Linked DNA regions of Drosophila melanogaster: region 2 is linked to region 1. The links are chromatin contacts, called in public Hi-C maps. All regions are on one chromosome and are shown on one strand. The core of a region is the stretch at or near the end of the contact, and the rest is flanking DNA. Distances in the headings are between cores, read along the strand shown.

Region 1 (2,771 bases), core at 94-2,593:
TTAATGTTCATTTTTAGCAACGGACGGAACATTTTGAATATATTTGTATTTTATTAACCAATTGTTGTATCGTTTAGGAAATATTTGTTTTATTTTCCGTTTGTAAAATATATTTTCTTCACAGTGTAAAAACTAGGAGAGGCGAGTGAAAGCCGAAGATAGAGGGAGGACTAGAAAGTGGAGAACTCCTAGCTGTTGGCTCAACTTCAAATTGCCAGCGGGGCATGTGCAGCACAAAAAAAAAAGTTGGAGCCCCTTGAGCTAGGGTTACGATGGTCTAGAAATGATGTGAGCGGTGGGCTAGGGGATAGACGCTTCGGGATAGGGGTTTTGGGGCACGAAATTGGGGGAGTGGCAGCCTCCTTGCCCGATTTGCTTGCTGGCATTGTGCCCCAGTCAGCAGTTTTTGTTTGGGCTAATGATGCGGAGGATGATGTCGATGTTATTGGTATTTTCTATTGATGCCTCACTGGGCAAGGATCTGTGTTGCTTGTCCTACTTCTCCAACTTCCTCTTGTTCTGCTCCTTGTTCTTCTACTTGTTTCTATTGTTTTCGTTGTTTACCAATGTTGTGTGCGTATCAAAGAAAATGCTGTTGGTGCAGGCTCTGCGAGGACTTAACTAGGCATTTGACGAACAACATCTCCGGGTTTATTTGGACGGGTATTTGAGCGAAGAAAGTTCTACTAATTTGCAGCACTTGTGATGGGATCTTAAGGAGCGACCAAGAATTAAATAAATGCGTCGAACGCCCAAGTAAATGTAACTACATTTGTGTCTTATACGTATTACAACTTTGTTTCCAGTGTCATGTCATATATATTGAATAATAAAAGTTATAAAAACAAGTGTGCAAAAAAATTGATAACTTGATTATATTATGTTAGAAAAGTTTACAAAAATTTAGAATCAGATAAAGTCTTATTTTGGCTTAAATATTTGTGCTACTGTTAGAATTCTGCTGACATAATAATTTCCCACTATTTCTGCTACCCGGCAATAGCATCCATAATGTTAACTAGGCTAACATAGCTGTTGAATTACATAGCTGTGGAATGTGGAATTGAAACAAACCAATCTCTCCCGCTTTCTCTTACCTTCTTTCCGAAGAAAAAGAGAGGAGCTCTCTCTCTCGCTCGTGACTTCGCAACCTCAGACAATGCGAACCAGTTTGTGCGTTCTGGTCGCTTTTTATCCTGATATCCGGTCGTCGTTTTCCAGTTCGGGAATTGGCTCGTGTGTGTGTTTTCGTGTGTGCGGGGGTGTGCGTGTTGGGCGCCAAGTAAAAACCAGGTAATAAGGAGAGCGAAGCTTTTAGTCTTGGTCGGTTATTGGTGCTGTGTGGTTGGCGAAGGCGACACAAGTCCGTGTGGCGGCAAAATTCTCGATTCTCGATTCTCCGTTCTCGATTCTCCGTTCTCCACTCCAATTTGCTCCAGTCCCCGAGTCCTGAAAATCGCGATAAAACCGAGGACACTCGTGCGTACGTGCGATTGTGTGAGTGTCTTATTTGCGAGGGTGTGTGTGCTTGTGCTGCAGTGAAATGGCAAATTATGAATAAAATGTAAGCGAAAGTAAGGAAAAACAAACTAAAACCACTGCAGTTGGGCAAAGGAAAAAGAAAACTAATCTTCCCCTAGTTGAAATCCACGAATTTATTCTCATCAGCGAGTGAAACTTCCCCATCTTTTCCTACTTAGTTTGACAAATTAAAATGCATAAATTATGAATGAAAGTACCGTTACGTGCGTGACAACCAATCATTTGTTATTATTATGCACGTGGGCCAGCAAAAACAACAACGGTGTGAGAGCAAAAGGTAAACTTGGCTAAAACACTACCGCGAACCCAACACCCCAACAAAATCGCCATCCCACTGGAGTTCTTTAAAGTTCTCTGGAAAAATAGAGCTAAGCGAGAAAAACAAAAGAAAGGCATCGCCGACAATAAGTGAGTATTATGCGACATAGAATTTTGCTCATATTTCTTCAGGGATTTTCCAGGACAGATAGAGAGCGAAACACACCAACATAGCAACACACAAATTGTAACTTAAAGTTTTATTAACTTGGCGCGGGCCTTGGGGCCAGTTCAATTTGTGCACACGCCTCAGGTGTCAACATAAATTATTATAATTATGAAATTCTATAGCCGGATACGGGCCAACAGCAATATACTACAGGCAAGGAACAGCCAAGGACATAATAATATCGACTAACCAGAAGTTGTTGGTCAACTGTAAACTTGGTTTACTATAATGTGCTCTATACGTTTTCTAGAGATTTATTTGATATTTATACTTTCTCATATATTAAGTCTTAAAATATCATTTAATTATAAATACAATACATAGTCCTTTGTACTCATTTCGGAGCTGAGACCTATTATGAACACATTTCTTAAAGAAACTAATATATTAAATTGACTGGTCAGGTACTAATTTCTTTTTTCGATTGAAGGTAGTCGCATTAAAGCCTATTACCAAGAATATACCTCACATTAGACTTCATAGACCCTATTATTTTGACCACTGACGTGTGGACACCTCCATTTTCCGCCATATACATGAAATGCCCGTACAATGCCAATTAATTTGAGTCGCCGAGCTGGGGCATTCTCTGTCCGGTCTTTGAGTTATGGCCTTTCATTAGTCTCATTTAGTTGTGGGCGAGTCGGGGGGAGAAATCAAGGAAGCGGGGAGAAAAGTCCTACCAGCACATTCTTAAATTGCGAAACTCTGGCAGAGGTCAGTTCCATGGCTCGCTGACCTT
Region 2 (2,771 bases), core at 94-2,593, 270 kb after region 1:
TTTTTGTCCAGGTTTCCTTTTTCATTGTTTTTGCTTTTAGGTTTCTGCTTTTGGCGGTAAACGCAACGAATGTTGCTGCTGCCATTTATGTTGCTGTTGTGCCAGCAACATGCAACGCTTGCCGGCAGTCGGGCAAAAGTTGGACAGATATCGCACATACATCCATGTACGAGTATACATATGCACCTGGATCTGGAATGGGATTGAGGTTCACCCAGAATTGTCCGCAAAAGGTGGCGGCAAAGGTGCAGTGCGGTCAATGCGTTATTTGCAATTCATTGCTGCCATGGGAATCCGAATGCGAAAAAGCAGGAAGGTGGTGGGTGGCGAAGCAGACGGAGCTAGCCAAACGACAGAGGAGCGCACCGTTCATGGTCCGCTTTCAGCTTTATGGCTTAATTTTTGGGGCTGCCGCTCCTGCTGTTGCTTTGCTATTGCAGTGCTCCTTGTGCCACACATTTCGCAGGCAATTTAAATGCTAATCAATTTGGCGCGTTTAACGCTCCGCCAGCAACATGGCAATCTGCCCCACATGCCAGCAAATCCAATCCAGCCACCCACCACATCGAAACACAGCATTGCACACAATTCAAACAAACAAGTCGCCAGAATTATGAAAGGCAGCGAATTTTGCACAGGGCCCAAAGCAGCAGCCAAATGAAATAATAATCACTGGCTAGGGAAATAAATATGGACTGGGAATGGAAAAAGGCCAGAGACGCGAAAATTGCACTGGAGCAGGAAAATCTTGGGCACTAAATTATAGTTCATTCAATAATTTCGTTAGTTTGATCAGAAATACAAATACAAATTTCAACTAATTCCAAAAAAAATTTAATTTAAATCTGAGTAATATATTTTTCAAACTAACCATAGCCTTCTGTGTCTGTGTTTGCTTTTTCTAAACCCCACCAGAAAACACAACCGGAAAAGCATAGAGAGTGGGAAAATAGTGCCAACTGGACAGAGAAAAGTTATGAGCGATGTGCAGGCTGAAAAAATGCAACACGTAGCATTTGAATAAAATGTGCGAGTAAAAATTTGGCCCACTAGAGAGCGGTGTATTTTTTGATAAGCGGAACGAGTGTGGAAGCTATAGATAACGGACTCAAAAAAAAAAATATAGAACAAACTTTTGATTTATGGCTGCGGTTCGGAGATTTGTAGATGCAAACATAAACCGAAATCGAAATCAGTAGTACACTCCAAAGCGAGCACTGATTGTTGTAAAAATTACAAAACAAATTAAAAAAGTATTTGAAAATCCGGAATCTATTGTATCCCCCGTGAAAATGTTGTCAATGATTTTGAAAATCAGCGTGCCTCTAAGAAAAAGTTTTAATATAAATGATATAAAAAGACCAGCAGCAGATGGAGTAAAGTAATAGAAAAAAAACAGAACCAAGATAAGATAAAATTTCATTATGTCGATTTTGTGGATTTTTCTATGTAAAGAGAAAACTGTTGGGGGAAAAAATGGCGAAAAAATGTGGAAAAATAGGAAGCTCGAATGGCTGCAAGTGGCTCAAAAAGTGCCTCAAGATGTGGCAACATTGGTCCAGGACAGCAGTTACTTTGCATCTTTTAAGCACTGCTACTCGGACGGGACACAAGGATAAAAAAGCAATGTCAGTGGGAAGATTGAAGGTAAAGGGATAAAGAAGTTTTCATTGGTTTCGGCTGCGGGCTGATGCAGCTGAAGCAGCTTCAGGTATTCGCTCATCCTTTTTATCCAGGCTCATCAAAATCATTCATTTGCATGAAGCCAAATTGCCAAGCTGGAAGCCAGGAATTGAGTTGAGCTGATAAGGATTTTTATGGAATGTTAGAGATGCCTTTAAAGATTATGATACGAGGGCATACGATTTATGAGATATTTAAAAGAAATAGCTTGGATTTCTTAAGTCAAGATCTTTAAAGTCTCAAAAAGTTCAGTAGAGTTAAAATTATTTTTGTTTTTCACTATTTTTTCGTGAATTTTATATTTTCTAGTTTATACACTCAACTGATATGATTCCTAATAAAAATGTCATTAAAGTGTCTAATAATTCTTTTGAAGTTGATGAATTGTGTCGGCAGATTATAGAATTTTATTGGAGACCTTTGTCATAGTTATAATCTCGGGAAGTACATAATAATTACAACATTTTATTGGATTTCTGTGCCGTAAAATGTTGTTCGGTGGTATTAGAAATATGATTCAAAAAGCTAATCTAAAAGGTTTCCTTTTGAAAAACTGTTAGGCAAAGGAGAGTTTTCTTGAAGATCTTTCCCCGTGTTTAATTTGCCAACCCGAGTCCTGATTTCGCCACCCCTTTCTTCACATTCTAAACCCCAACCGCTCACAAACCACAAAAACCCCCTTGGGTTTATCCGCTTTAAATTTGTGTTTATCTGGGCACACGACTCGATTAATTTCTGTGTGGTTGGTGAGAGGGGAGAGGGCTGAGGAAAGGACTAAGGCGGCCGGGCGTGTATTTAATTGCCAAGGACAATTAAAAACAATTTTGCAGGCACAAAAGAGTTGGCGATAAATTTAATTGGCCCGCTACCGTTACGCCCATTGATTATTTTTGGTGCGGTGGGCGTGGCAGAGCACCAAGGAGCACTTTTCACACCTAGTGACAAGGTGTTCAGGGTTGCCATCGGGCTGCCCAAAGAAATCGGGTGGATGTAGATGTGGCTGAGTTCTTCTGTTTGGTTTTCCGCTGGAATGGGCGGCAATTTATGCGGCTGTCAGTTGCAGGGGCAGCTTGGATTTTTATTGGCAC

The links. Hi-C and Micro-C count contacts between places; a contact is called where the count stands out from the background.
Region 2: a contact with region 1 is called in a Hi-C map of the Kc167 cell line, with 2.2 times the contacts expected there. A contact is called at or near these places in 5 of 107 Hi-C or Micro-C datasets (the Kc167 cell line, brain, embryonic neurons and 2 more).

What each region holds. Positions count from the first base shown.
Region 1 is chr2L:16,971,748-16,974,518 of dm6, forward strand. beat-IIIb (beaten path IIIb) reads left to right here and starts at 1,344. Exons shown (of 7, transcript NM_176057.3): 1 at 1,344-1,950.
Region 2 is chr2L:17,245,818-17,248,588 of dm6, forward strand. It overlaps lncRNA:CR44395 (long non-coding RNA:CR44395), which reads left to right and starts at 1,344. Exons shown (of 1, transcript NR_124323.1): 1 at 1,344-1,839. The region is part of intron 2 of beat-IIIc (beaten path IIIc); the gene reads right to left. It overlaps lncRNA:CR44396 (long non-coding RNA:CR44396), which reads right to left and starts at 800. Exons shown (of 1, transcript NR_124322.1): 1 at 39-800.